5 separate regions of the Mus musculus genome follow, and all the other regions are linked to region 3. The links are chromatin contacts, called in public Hi-C, capture Hi-C and promoter capture Hi-C maps. All regions are on one chromosome and are shown on one strand. The core of a region is the stretch at or near the end of the contact, and the rest is flanking DNA. Distances in the headings are between cores, read along the strand shown. Region 1 holds the start of Ifih1 (interferon induced with helicase C domain 1). Region 2 holds the start of Baz2b (bromodomain adjacent to zinc finger domain, 2B). Region 3 holds the start of Tank (TRAF family member-associated Nf-kappa B activator). Region 4 holds the start of Pla2r1 (phospholipase A2 receptor 1). Region 5 holds the start of Gca (grancalcin).

Evidence for each region. A called contact is a pair of places that touch in the nucleus more often than the background predicts. Capture Hi-C pulls out chosen DNA fragments and counts their contacts.
Region 1: a Hi-C map of B cells shows a contact between it and region 3, with 16 read pairs. The contact joins the promoter of Ifih1 here to the promoter of Tank in region 3. A contact is called at or near these places in 3 of 39 promoter capture datasets (embryonic stem cells, hippocampal neurons and pre-B cells), 1 of 15 datasets of contacts at CTCF or cohesin (large pre-B cells), 4 of 484 Hi-C or Micro-C datasets (B cells, erythroblasts, peritoneal macrophages and 1 more), 10 of 115 datasets of contacts at active chromatin or transcription factors (the 230-238 cell line, the SCID.adh cell line, bone marrow-derived dendritic cells and 6 more) and 3 of 9 other capture datasets (adipose tissue, liver and macrophages).
Region 2: a Hi-C map of B cells shows a contact between it and region 3, with 5 read pairs. The contact joins the promoter of Baz2b here to the promoter of Tank in region 3. A contact is called at or near these places in 1 of 39 promoter capture datasets (the 3T3-L1 cell line), 1 of 484 Hi-C or Micro-C datasets (B cells) and 1 of 115 datasets of contacts at active chromatin or transcription factors (trophoblast stem cells).
Region 4: a contact with region 3 is called in a promoter capture Hi-C map of pancreatic islet. The contact joins the promoter of Pla2r1 here to the promoter of Tank in region 3. A contact is called at or near these places in 1 of 39 promoter capture datasets (embryonic stem cells) and 2 of 9 other capture datasets (embryonic stem cells and pancreatic islet).
Region 5: a contact with region 3 is called in a capture Hi-C map of embryonic stem cells, with 4 times the contacts expected there. The contact joins the promoter of Gca here to the promoter of Tank in region 3. A contact is called at or near these places in 1 of 39 promoter capture datasets (pre-B cells), 1 of 15 datasets of contacts at CTCF or cohesin (large pre-B cells), 3 of 484 Hi-C or Micro-C datasets (embryonic stem cells, erythroblasts and rod photoreceptor), 4 of 115 datasets of contacts at active chromatin or transcription factors (DN3 thymocytes, embryonic stem cells, large pre-B cells and 1 more) and 2 of 9 other capture datasets (embryonic stem cells and liver).

What each region holds. Positions count from the first base shown.
Region 1 is chr2:62,644,816-62,647,515 of GRCm38.p6, forward strand. It overlaps Ifih1 (interferon induced with helicase C domain 1), which reads right to left and starts at 1,440. Exons shown (of 16, transcript NM_027835.3): 1 at 663-1,440. The coding sequence starts at 1,115.
Region 2 is chr2:60,124,395-60,127,094 of GRCm38.p6, forward strand. Baz2b (bromodomain adjacent to zinc finger domain, 2B) reads right to left here and starts at 1,346. Exons shown (of 36, transcript NM_001001182.3): 1 at 1,069-1,346.
Region 3 is chr2:61,591,691-61,594,390 of GRCm38.p6, forward strand. Tank (TRAF family member-associated Nf-kappa B activator) reads left to right here and starts at 1,407. Exons shown (of 8, transcript NM_001164072.1): 1 at 1,407-1,518.
Region 4 is chr2:60,551,877-60,554,576 of GRCm38.p6, forward strand. It overlaps Pla2r1 (phospholipase A2 receptor 1), which reads right to left and starts at 1,432. Exons shown (of 30, transcript NM_008867.2): 1 at 1,134-1,432. The coding sequence starts at 1,254. Gm13583 (a long non-coding RNA gene) reads left to right here. Exons shown (of 3, transcript XR_374557.4): 3 at 912-1,140.
Region 5 is chr2:62,663,009-62,665,708 of GRCm38.p6, forward strand. Gca (grancalcin) reads left to right here and starts at 1,319. Exons shown (of 8, transcript NM_145523.3): 1 at 1,319-1,451. The coding sequence starts at 1,425.

The DNA of each region.
Region 1 (2,700 bases), core at 190-2,689, 1.1 Mb after region 3:
GTCTGAACTTGAACTCTAGACAATAAGAAAACTCTGATCAGAAACAGAGAAACAAGAACTAATTCCTCATCTGACTTATTTATTATTTACTAAGCTCTACAAACTCTAAGACATGGAAGGGGGACATTGGGAACCTGGTAATAAATATTTTAGCCTTATAGGCCATATTACCCACACCCAACCGTGAAAAGGCAACTATAAAAAAGTATATAATAAGCACTAAGGACGAGAGTTCCAATAAAACTTTATCAACACTTACAATTGAAAAATCAGACAGCTAAAGAACATTCTTAGTTTCTGGTTCTTAAAATACGAATAGAAGGCTAGATGCAGCGGGTGGGCCATAGCTTACTGGCTGACATACTGAGGAATAGGTAAAACTAAATCATAAAATTCAGTATCACCTGGAATTGATTAATCATAATGATGGCAAGGCCGCTTCTGTTCTTCCTGGGAGACCAAGAATGAATTGTTTAACTTACCTTGTTTTTCTCATCTGTTAAATGGACTCCCTGTGGGTTATTTTGAACAATTATACAAGATGGGGAGGTTGCGCTGACAGAAGTCAAAAGCCGCCCTCTAGGGAAAAAATGTACAAGCAACCCTGCTTCCTGCTTCCCAAAATCTTCCAGAAACCTGTCTCCGACTACATTGACACCTACCCGATTTCTGTCTTCGACTGTCAATAGTCCCTTCTCGAAGCAAGTGTCCAAGACATCGTTAATCAGAAGTTTGTCCACCAAAGTGGGCTGGAGGAGGGTCAGCAAGTGGAGACACTCGTCATGGGCAGTCTCAGAGGAAGGAGAGGGCAGATCAGTGAGTGTGGGTTTGACATAGCGCGCGGCTAGGGGATTGCCACTGTGCTCTAGGGCCTCCACGAACATCTGCGTCCATCCCAGAGGCCATTGTCCCTGCTCCAAGGTGCTCAGCAGCAGTTCTGCCGCGCTGGTGTTACCACAGGTGTTGATCTTTTTAAGAATCTGCTCTTTGGTTTCTGCAGACAGAAAGATGAGGTGGTCCAGCACTGGCTCCACCTGAATGTACATTTTCAGCCTGGGCCTGAAGAATAAGATGAGATTCCTGAAGCTGTCCTCTGCAGAACAGACAATCGACATCGTGAGGTCTCAGGAAATGGGAGAGGAGTCTCCCGGGCGGGCGGGGCGGGCGGGAGGACGATCCTCAGGTGGCAGTGAATGTGTCCCCGCCTGAACTGCCTGAGAGCCGCAGGTACCAAGTAGCCTCCGAGCACCGGATCGATCGGTGGCACCCGGCAGGGGGCAGACGAGCCAGGACAGCGCTGCAACTGGTGGGCACAGACCCGGGACCGCTCTCGCTCTGCGGCCGCTGGGACGTTCACCCTCAGGGAGCTTTAAGTATTGCCTTCCACCCACAGATCGGTTTCTGTTTCGATTCTCTTCTCCAGACTTTCCTAACGTCAACTTCCGGGCCAGAGAATAAGTTTCGTGAGGGTGGAGGAGGCCTGTGGAAGCGGCGGGTTAGGTGAGGACTTTGGTCAAGAGCACCGTGAGAAAGTGAGAAACAGGAAAGGGAACGCGAATTCTTCCTTGTGTTGAGAAAGCAAGCGGTACTCTGCACTATTTTATTTAAGGATACTTTTGTCTTCACCGCTGGGTGCCGCTTAGAAGACTGTACTCACTTGTCAGTTAATAGGGAGAGGGCGAGGAAGGTCTTGGGGGAAAGGAAGAATTGCCCCTAAGCCTTGATGTGAAAATTGAGTTATTCTCATTTGTGGGGATCAAGGGGTGGGGGTGGGGGTGGGGCAGACAAAGAGAGGTTCCAGACCTCCAGGGGGCGTTTCTGCATCCATCCTACCATAAACTTCCCGCCCAGTGGGGTCCCAAAAACTAATTTGTTCCTCCAAGAACGGGGGCTTAAGTATGAAAAAGTGAACTACTCTCAACAGCTTTATTTTCTCATGCTTTGTTTGGCGGTGTAATATTTATTCAGCTTTGACCGGGGCCTGCCTAATGACAGATGCATGCTGACTTTAGCCACCAACTGAGTTTAGGAGGAAGCCAAGACTGAAGGCTTCCTAACTCCCAGTATGCAAGGTCCCTGTATTCTCTAGTAGACAACTCTCTTACAATAAAACAAAAACAAAACAACAATACAAAACCCTCAACAACTTATTTTTTATATAGCTGCCATTCTTTTCTTGGACTGATTACAACACGTTTTGGCTGAAGCATCTAGTAACTTAATTAGCAACTAATGCACTGCCTTGGAGTAAACATTACCATTTGTCTATGTCATGGGAGGGAGAAAAGAGGCGTTCAGAGTGAGAAATAAAGACAGCAGCTTTGTTTCAGTACAGAAAGAGCATAAAAGAGAGTCTGTAGGTTGCCGTCCCCCAAGCAGGCAACTAGACCACCAGCTATGGAGGAACATTAACACTTTGAAAAGAACTTCCTGGCCCAGAATCCTATGGAGAATAGAAGCTATCAGATAGTCACGTTTAGAAAAATTAATCTTTTAGAGGAGATATTCACTGAAATCTGGGGAGGCCAGGGAGGCCTGGGATTCTTTGAAAACAGTAGGAGAGCTGCAAGATTTTCATGAACCTCGTGACAGCGTTCAAAATAACCAGAGCAGCACTTTATGCCATGCCCTCCTGTTAGTCTCTAGTTACGATTACAAACCTGAGATCCACTCTAAACGATTGTAAGCTGCACTCTGTAA
Region 2 (2,700 bases), core at 96-2,595, 1.5 Mb before region 3:
ACTTTGGGGAAATTTTCTTGATAAAAGTTTACATGACGTCACATGGCCCCCTGAACCGTTCCTAACTTTGAGCCTTATCCAGGCACACTTTTTTTCATTTCTATGGCTCCTTTCCCTTCCTTAAAAATTAAAAGAGACAGACAGACTTGGGAATAAAAATTGCCCAAGATGGCGAAACGCTTGTTGTTTAGAGGGCAGGGGGAAAAATGGAGGATATTGTAATATACACAAAGGGATAAATTTCAACAACTCGGCCACGGACTGCAGCTGCTTCTCGCTTCACAAGGAAACAACACACAAAAGATAAACACGGAGGAGAGGGGAAGAGGAGCCAGCCCCCACCCCGCGGGGCCGGCTCCGAGTCCCGGCACACTTCCTAGCCTTTCCCGATCCCAATTCTGGGGTTCGCGGAACTACTTTAGGGGAGGGGAGCGGGGCGTCGCGGGGGAGGGAGGACGCGGAGCCCGAGGACCCGGAGCCCAGCCCGCCAGGCCGCCGCGGCCCCAGGACGCCCGGAGCCCTCCCGGAGCCGAGCCGCCCGGTACCCGCCGCCCGGGGCCGCGGCCCCACCCCCACCCGGCTCCGGAGCCCCAGCGGCCTGGCGCGGTTCGGCGGGAGCGAGGCTGCGGGCCCCGGGCGGAGGCGGGGGCGGCCAGGGCCCGGCGCCTCGGGAGCTGCCCCGCGGGGCGCCGCAGCGGGCCGGGCTGGAGGACGCCGCGAGGCCGGCGGCGAGGGCGGCGGGCACAATGGAGGGACGAGGCCCGCCCGGCCGCTCGCTCGCCCGCCCGCCCGCGCCCGCACTCCCAGCAAAGTTTCCGTTCCGCGGAGCCCGCACCCCCCACACACACACCCCGCCCGGTACCAGGGCCCCGCGCCCCGCGCCCTCCGCCCGGGACTCTAGTCGGGACCCCAGAGCCACCGCTGCGTCGCAGCCGCACAACAAAGAGCCACACCGGGCGGCGCGGGTAAACAGCGGCGGGCGCCTCGGGAGGGCTCCAGCCCGCAGCCGCCGCTCTCCGCCCGGAACCCACCTCGCCCGCACCCCCGCACCCCGGCTCTCAAACTCACCTTCACTTTCGAACTGAGTTGCGGGGGAAGGGATTTTCGCCCTTCCCGGGTGCGGGTTAAGCTTTTCGGAATCCCCACCGCCTCCTTATTTCTCTTCTAATTCCTGCCAGAAAGTCTAGGGAGTTGGAGTGGAGGTGAGATCCGTGATCGCGAAAGCCCTGGCTCCCTCCGTCCCCGTCTTCCGCCGCTCGCTCTCTGATTAGTTCCTATCCAGCAGCAGATTGAAGCAGGAGATGATTCTTCTCAAGGTTTGTTCAGCAGCTTCACTTCTAGGCGAAGGCTTCATGAACCAAGTGACGTCAACCAACAAGGCTTCTCTCTCTCTCCTCTCTCTAACAATGAAAGTTGCTGTTAACAAGGGAAAAAAGAGCGAGAGAATTGTTTATACCATTTCAGTTCCAATAATAAATGACCTATCAGCTCTAAAAGGAGCCAAGGGAGGGGGCTGCTTCTTCATTCCAAGAATACTGTATCTTTGAGTTTGCACCGCTCCTCGTCCCAAGAAAAAGTTAAGAAACTTACATGTTTTGTTTTGCTTTTCGGGGGGCGGGGAGGGGGGGACAGAACTGAATACTTAATTTAAAAAAAAAAAAACTTAAACGGACTGTTAGGGAACACAGATAAGCCATCTCCACCAACTTTTATGTTTGTAAACTAGGAATTGTGTTGGAGTCTACACGCTAAATTAATATGCCAAGAATTTGTGCATGCTAGGGCTTTAAAAAGCAGGGCGCAAGGCGATCTCAAGGTAAACTACTAATGCTTTTCCATGGACGAATTTAAATGCTTGTGATGTTCATGGTGTGAATCAATAATATTCAAATGAATAAACACTAAGTTCTTTTACAGTTATTTGTATAATCTGTAAGCCGTAATCTCATTTTTTTTTCTAGTTTCGGTTAAGAAAAAAAAAAAAGCTAGTTAAACTGTAAGAACTAAACACTTTAAAAGACTAATAGCCCATTACCAACTAAACGTGCTGTGCTCCATCAGAGCCCCAGAATGTCAGCTGGCTGTCTCAATTTTTAACCTTCCACTCCCCAATTCCCTTCAACCAATCAAGTTAAACTAAAGGCAAAGAACACCCCGTTCCCTCCAACAGTGTACCCGCAGTCTCCTAAAAACGAGTTAAAAAAAAAAAAAAAACCCCTTAACCTAGGTACACGTTATTACCCACGAAGACAAAAAGGTCATTTAAAATATATATATATTAAGGTGTTTATTAAGAACACAATAAACTCTTGAAGTTTGTGTAATTACAAATTAGATAATTTAGTTTTCAGAATGAAGACCAAGTAAAAATGTAGTTCTCAGAGAATGATTTGCCCATGTATTATTTTATGCGTGCATATGTGGCTAGATGTATCCTAAAAGATGCTATTGTTTTATGTTTCCTCCTCAGCCACTGGCTGTGATTTTAATTGTGCTGGAGGATCTTCATTAGTATTAACACATGGGGAGATTTCACAAAGCTGCTTCATTAGGAAGGAAAAAAAAGCTGGCAGACTAGGTCTTTTTGCATGCTCTGAGAATGTCAGCCTTACCTCGGTCATTTGTAACATAATAAGTGCAAGTACAATGATTGCGAGGCAGGAGCGTGGGGGAAGGGCGGCGATGCTGCTGTCTAATAGG
Region 3 (2,700 bases), core at 157-2,656:
TGCATCTAACCCTGCTCTAGAGAAAACAAGTCATTTTGTTTTATTTTAATATGAGCAGTGCTGTGTCACAATTAACTTGATGACTTAGTGGGAAAAAGTGTTTACTTGATCTAAATGTTATAGGTGGGAAGTTCTGCTTGTTAAAATTTTGAGTAATATTTTATAATATTTTTTAAAGAATCATATAATGTGTTTGTTCTATTTTTCCTTTAGAAATATATTATAATGCATATATGTCTGGGTGAGGGTATAGGATCCCCTGGAACCAGAGTTACAGACAGTTGTGAACTGCCATGTGTGTGCTGGGAATTAAACGGGGGTCTTCTGGAAGAGCAATCATGTGTTTAACCTCTGAGCCATCTTTCCAGCCCCACAATGTTCTGACCATATCCCCCTCAACTCCTCCTAGATCCATCCCCTCTCCCAACCTTATGACCTCCACCTCCCACCCCAAGTGACCACAAAGTCCAGTTTGTGCTGCCTGTATAAATTCAGACATAGTATCATCTACTGAAGCATGAGACACACCCTAAATAAAACTGGCCTCCTCCCCTCAAGTCCACCCACTGCCCTTAGCTCCTCACAGATACTGGTTTGACATATGGGCTTGTGAACCCCACCCACCACTGTGGTAGCAGGTTGATTGGTTGGATCTTGCTTAGGTTTTCTGTGAGCAACCGCAGCTGATGAAAGTTTTTTAATAGTTTTAAACGATGGTTTGAATTTTAAAATTTGCCCCAAATATTCAAGCTAACGGTTAGAACCAGACAAGTGTTTGAATCTTTGAACTAAAGAGAAAATGGGGCAGCCAGAACCCAACTCTCTTGTTCTAACACGGAAAAGATGTTTTTCTCACTGCGTCCATCTGAAATTTCTCTCTCAGCTATCATTCAAGCATGTCTGGATAAAATAATGAGAAACTTTTAATCCCCGAGAAATTTACTAGAAATTGAATTTTTTTTAGCAAGTATATCCATTGGAAAGTATTACTAGTGGGAGGAAACACCGAGTGTATATGTAATATTTCTCAAGTTGTGGACTTTAACTCAATTATATTCGCATAAGGATCTGGTGAAAACTGTAATTTCCTGGGCCTTCCCCTACCTGCTCTAAACAGGAATTTCACAATATATCAAGTTTTTCTGAGTGGTTCTCTAACCTACATATAAGGTAATATTAGAAGTAGTTATTTACTGTTTGCTCAAAATTCTAGCTAAGACACTGAAGTGACCTTTAAACAAATGACTTATGTTTAGGGTTCTCTTACTGTCAGATGCTATTTCCTGTATGGCCCCGGGCCTCCAAGGAGCTTGGCGGGGCGGGGCTTTGTGGGCGGGGCTTTCCTGCAGAGGCGGGACGTGGGGCGGGGCTGGCCCTGAGGATGGAAGGTGAAGCGTTAATGACTCAGAGCGCAGTCGCTGCCCTCTGAACTGGAACGGAAAGCTACTTCCGGTTGCAGTCATTCTGCCGGGCACCGGCGACCTGTGGCGTGAGCGAGCACAGCCGGAACCCTCCACTGTGAGTAAAAGCGGAGACAGGGAGTCTGGGTCGGCCGAGCCCGGGGACGCAGGGCTGGGGTGTGTGAGCGGGTGTGGGATGCGCTGCGCTGCACCGAAGTCTCCTCCGAGAAGTAGAGCTGCGGCCCCAGCGAGTTTACAGCGCGATTTTGAGCGAGAGAAAGCGCGGGTCCCTGTCCCCGAGCTGACCCTGTGGGGCTTTCCCGGCCCGTGACCTCAGCTCCGCGACGACAGTCCCCCACCCGTCGCGGCAGGGTGACTGCCGCTCTCCTCGCTGCTTCCCGGGGCTGGAAACGAGCGCGGCACGGCCTGCGGTGTTGGGGCGCCGGGGATCCCGGAGTCCTCGACTTCGCAGAAGCCGGTCGCCCCGGCGGTTATGCCCTCGAACACTTAATAGACTCTTTGTGTCTATCCCGGGAGTTGCACAATTCCCTTCTCTGCTTTCCTGTGGAGTGTCATCATAGTCTTGTCAATGAGAAGTTGGGTAACTTCCCCCTAGGAGTCCCGGAGAGAATGGGTGGCCAAGGCTCAAAGAGCAGAAGTAGCCATCCTCCTTCCCTGGTCACCCAGTCATTAGGTAGAGTCTCCACCGTCGTGTAAACTGAGTGGCAACGAGTTATACACCAAAAACAAGCAAGCAAGCAAACAAACGAGAAGAAAAAGAGCAATGCTTGTCCTGAAATCCGATCAAGGGGGAAGATGCTCGCTGTACCCCCAGAGGACTTAGGCTCTCTCACTATTAGGCTGGCTGTACAAAGCAGCCTTCTTGGGTGTCTTTTTCTCTCGCAGAAACTTTTGAGAAGTTAACATGAAGAAGAAACGATAAGCTAGAAAGTGAAGAGAGGTGGAGTAACACCCCGCCGTTTGCCCAGTAACAGAAAGACAAGCACCACCTTCTTGCGAAAAGCCATATTGTCCCCTTTGAGAGGGGCCGTGAACCCCTCAAATGATAAAGGAGAAAATGAAACCACCCCGCTAAAGCGTTTTCAATCATGTAAGACAAAGCCTTCCACATCTCTTAAAGGCGCCTACTCACGTTGTTTTGCTCCCCTATGGAAATGAGATCATTGCTTACTCTGTACACCCTCTTCTCTTGGCGTTGGTCACTTTTCCCAAGTTTGGATTTTTATGTCGTTTTTTTTTTCTTCCTTCCTTCCTTTCTTCTTTCTTTCTTTCTTTCTTT
Region 4 (2,700 bases), core at 182-2,681, 1.0 Mb before region 3:
GCTTCCTGTGGCTGAGTCCCAGCTAGTCTCACAAGCTGCTGCCCTTTCCTAACACTTAAGCCCAGGCAGGATCTCCACGCTAAGATACAAAGTGGCCAACTGCCTATCTATGCATATGCTTGCCCCTGTGTACTTAGAGTTTTACTTAACTGAAAAATACCTAAGAGCATTTCTGGCTGCTCCAGAATAGGAAGAGCTGGTGTGGTTTAGCCTTGGTGAGGATAAAGCCCCTAGAGTGCTCTGAAGTACAACTGAGGGAAAAAAAAAAAAAAAAAAACAACTTAAAAATGTGTGCATATGTTGAAGGAAAAATAAAAGAACAAAGAACTGGATTACATCTTGTTTTATGCCTCTTCGCCAAAGGTTTTCCTAGGACAGAACGCACAGGAGCTGCCAGGAGGCTCCTTCTGGTTTAAGGCCACCTGCTTGCCTTTGATCACGGCACAGTCACGCGTTCAGGGACACACCTTTTATGTCTCAGAGACTCGGGCCTGAGTTGCTCCTTGCGGACACTGATTCTTTTCCTTGGGCTTCCTTCTATGCTCACGTTGGGGCCTTACTGTATGTGGGCTGATGCTCAAACCGATGCTGCATTTATCAGTTTGTACGCGTGTCGGGGGCTGTGTAACTTATTTGTCAGTGGTTCATGAATATTATAGAGCCATTGTTCAGCCTAGAGAAACGGAGGACCAGAAGGTACAAATCCCATCGCTGTCCACCCCACTGAGCCCCGCCTCCCCAAGGGGCGTAGCAGACAGGCCTGTTTGGGGGTTATCTGTAGAATGTAGATCCAACTTCTCCCTTTGGAAGGTAATGAAAGAAGACATCTTTTTGTCAGCATTATCTGAAAGGTGACCCTCTTAATCAACCCGTGTAAAGTTTGCATTTTGAAACTATTTCTACTCTCCTAGGTCCCGCAAGCCTGGAAGGCAAGACCCTGCCCCTTACCTCGCCCTAATTTGGAGGACAAGAGGATGTGCGGAAGAGACTGTCCCATCTGCCCCGGGACAGTACACAAGCAACCACAATACAAACTAGGCCTTGCTCTTACTTGTCTTGCTCAACTCCTACCCGTTTTCCGCCCCGAGTCCCGGGTGCCAATCAGCCCCCAGTTCGGCGCTGCGGACACTCACCACGCCACTCGAGGGACGGTTCCTGGATGTGAGTCAAATCTTGGGCGATGCCCTGGTGAATCCCCAGCAGCAGCAGCTGTTGCAGCCAGAGCAGCTGCAGCATCGCTAACCATTGCACCATCAGGCACGCTAGGTGACACCCACGGGAATCAGAACCGTGTCCCCTGCTCTGGACTAGGCTGCAGGAGGCAAGAGAAGCTACCACTCTTCTTGAGGACCACGCCATCCCAGAGCCCTGGAGATGAACTCGCCTCCCTTGTCGCCACAGCGTGTACACTTGGGACTCTGGGCGTGGAGACGCAAATAGCGGAGTTTTCGCCGCCCCGCCCACACTGCTTTGGGGAGGGAGCAGGAAAAAGGGCCGGGCCCTGTGCAGCTTAAACACTCTGGCCTTTTGGGGTTAGGAGAAAGTAGGGCTAAAGCAGCACCGTGGCTCCCCTTCCCTGCTCCATGAGTGCTCAAACTTCTCTCTCGGATTTGCTGCAATTCCTGGTCACCCGTCCCCAGTGTGGGTGAGCGAGCTAATCCTCTCCAGGAGAAGAAACCTGCCCACTGGATTTGCAAGGGTTTGGCTGCCGGCAGAGGAGTCAAAAGAGCTGCCGGGTGAACTCAGGCCCGGGATGCCTCTGGAATGCAGAGCACAGGAGACACCTAGGGGCCCAACCTGGTCTTCAACATTGCTCCAGAGTAACCAGAAGTCACCTTCAGTATCCAGCTTTATCCTATTTTAAAATAACCCCAGGCTTCCGTTTTCTTAGATCATCTTCATCTAATCAAATATCCCACACTGTAGAGTTGAAGAACCCAGTCAGAAAGGTGTGTGACTGGATCTCGGTTACTCCTTAACTCAACAAAACTTACTCCCTAAATTAGTAGACAACAACAAATAAATACAAAACATCAGGCTGCCCAAACCGTGACCAGTCGCAGTCTTTCTAACTGCCCACCTTCCCCGCCAAATAACTAACATTTATTATACAGGAAGCATTCAATACATAAGAGAGCAAGCAGTCTGATACAAGGCCCTTGCCTAAGTAAGACCTTGGCATAGCGGGTAAAACAGAAGTGGGAAGACAGTAAAAGGGAACCTGGGGGAAAGGAGGACAGATGATGGGATCTTGGAGGACCTGTCTTACTTTGCCAATAACAAAACCGACAATTACAGTGCCAGACTCAGGAAATATGCCTCTGCCTACAAGGTATGCATAGCCAGGAGTGATGGTCGGAGGGAGATAGGGCCTTAGTCTTGCTGGAACCTAGACAGCTTGCTGGTGGAGGTTAAGTAAGCCTTGAGTTCTGTGAGCTAGCAAGATGTGTATACTTCAGTCACAGTGAGAGTCTTGAGAAGTCTTGGGATTGGAGGTATCAGGGGCATGGCTTAAGGAAAGATGTCTGGTTGTCCTCTGAGAAGGAAATTGAAGGACTAAGGCTGAAGAGGAAGACGAGAGAAGACTCAATGTGTACTTCTCGAGTCTATAGAATAGCAGTATACACAGAAGTCTTTCCTGACAATAGGCAGAAAACGCATGTTGTGAGCACCGCATACCACACAGTCTGCAGTCACCAA
Region 5 (2,700 bases), core at 69-2,568, 1.1 Mb after region 3:
AACCTGTTTTGATAAAAAGAAAGTACAGAAAAATTCTAATCTTAAATTTGGATTAGTGTCGCAATTACAGACAACACTTCCTAAGCACTTTGCATATGCAGTTTGTCAATTAGAATACAGCTTTGCATGGATTTCTTCTGCTAAGAGAATCACCTGCTACCTACTGAGTCACACTCTCATTTATTTTATCAAGCAGGTTTTTATTCTACTTCTCTTTGAATAGATCCCAATATTAGCTAAAGAAATAGCTACTGCTGCAGAAACTGCCACTTTCTCAATAGTAGGGTGGATACTAGCAACTTGCATCTTTCTGCCTCTTCTGATAAAATTGTTTCACAAGGTTCAACACGTTCTTCCGGCTGTAGTACAGCAGAGCGATTGTTAAATTACTCAGGGCTGCAAGGCTGATTTCCTCTGTCAATACTTAACAGTTGTTGATGGGCTTAGTTTTTAATATTAGCTCTTTTCTTTTTCATAAAGAAATCAAAATGGTATCCCTTTTGTTTATAAGTTAATTCCAAAGCTTCCCTCTTCTTCTGAATTCTAGACTTGGAGAAACAAAATTCAGGAATTTCAGAGAAAAGCAGGCTTGTCCTTCCTTTTTGCAAAATGATAAAAACCAAGATGTTCTCTTGATGTTTATAATCAGATATAATCATGTATTAATAGTTTTCTCAAAAGTTGAATCACTGGTAAAGTTACTAAATACTATGGAGGACACCATGTAAGCAATGTAAACAATATTCTAAAAAGCAGATGTATTTTTTGTTCAGTATTTGGGACATACAGATTTTAAAAATCTCTTCAAAAATCAAATTCAATAGATATCCTGTATTTTTATTTGCTATTTTTGGCAACTGTGGCCACCATTTATCTATAAAACTACAAATAGCCTTTCTCACATTAGGTATCAAGTGTGGCAGGCAATAGCTATGGTGGTCATGGTTTTGAAACTCTGATCCTGCATCCACACGACACAGAACCGTGAGTAACTACAAAGTTACAATTATCTGGTCCAAAGGAAATACGGATAGGCTACAAGAAGTCATCACCTGGTGGGTTTGGGGTTTCTACTGAGAAAAGTAACTCTAGGAGTTGATGGCCTGGAGAAGCTCTCCTTGGAGGGTGGGGAAATAACTGTGGAGGAGGCTTCTGGTAAGAACTCGAAAGAACCAGTAAGAGAGATGGACTGGAATCCAGGAGACAGGCTGCAGCCAATCACAGGTGAGATGGGCGGGGCTTGCTCTGGCAGGGGTGGGCCTGTGGTCGGGGGCGGGACTCCAGGCAGAGCCGGCTCACCGGAGCGGAGGTGCGCGGCACTGCGCTCGGACCTTCCGCACCTGTCGCACGCACTTGCGCTTTCCCCGCTCTAAGCCGCGCTGACGCTGACTTACTGGTGACGCGTTACTTTCGATCGCCTGGTCATGGCCTACCCGGGATACGGAGGGGCGGTAAGTCCTCGCGAGCTGTGGCGACCCCGCGGGCCGCATCACCATGCGGAGTTCACCCTGTGGCCCTGGCAGTGACCTCTGGTACCAGGCGACGCCGGGACACCGTAAGGTGCTAGAAGCTAGGGCTGGGCGGGGCCCTGCGCCCAGGGGAGAACCGCGAGCTGGAGTCTGGTCCAGAGCCTCAAGAAACGTCCTTGTCCAGGCGGTGGTGTGAAGTGTTTGTGCTTTCTAGATTTTGTTTATAGAGTGGAGGAGCAAAAGACCATGTCTTGTTCCATTTACCTTTTGTGATTTATCCCCAACTTAAGTAGTTTTTCTAGTTATCTTTTTACCACCATATCTTGTCTTTTAAGTTGCTTATGAAAAAAAAAATTGAGATGTACGTTCAGTGCCTCCTAAACTTTTCTTTTTCTATAGTACCAAGCGCGACCGGATTTTCTAGACTTTGCTTTTGGAGGGGTTCGGCTGTTCCCTCTTCTGTAACCTTAATCCTCAGTACCTCTGAGAGTTTCAAGTCATTATTGCAACCTGTGGGTAGACCCTTCCTCTTTCGAAAGAAGCTAAACTTTCACTCCCCTCATCAATGTTCTGCCCAGTGAGGCCGGCTATGTAGTGTGGCTGGGCAGTGGTCACTGCAGTGCTGGCAGAAGAGAGCAGATTTCCTAGGCCTGTTGCTATTTGTTGTTCCCTAAAAAGAGACATTAGTGTTTTGTTACAGATAGGTGTAGACATTGACATGTGATTATGGGCTTCAAAAAATAATCCCTACCCTTGGGAGTAAGTGATTAGCTTAAAAAGTAATTTTTCAGTTCTAGGCCTTCAGCTTCAATACACACTTTACTGAAACTGGTTTGCTTGTAGTTACTTGCTTGAATTCCAGCTAGCATTGTGCACTTTCAAATATATACTCCTCATTAGTCATTTAAATGGACTGAGAACGTCCTTAAGGTAATGTTATCAGTCCACCTTTTAATACTTGTTATATTTAGTTGTTATATTAAAAAAAAATAGAAAGTAGTTTTTGCTAGGAGATACACCTTTGTCTAATAAAGTATATATTTCACGGGATGCATTTCCAATAAATTTTCATTTGTTTAATGATTATTTATCAGAGATAGCTGAGGATGTAGCTTAGTTGGTAGAGTGTTTCCCCTGGGTTGGATCCTCAGAACCACATAAATTGGGCATGTTAGCCTGGCCTGAAGTCCCAGCCCTTGAGAGGTGGGGGCAGGAACTACAAGAGTTCAAG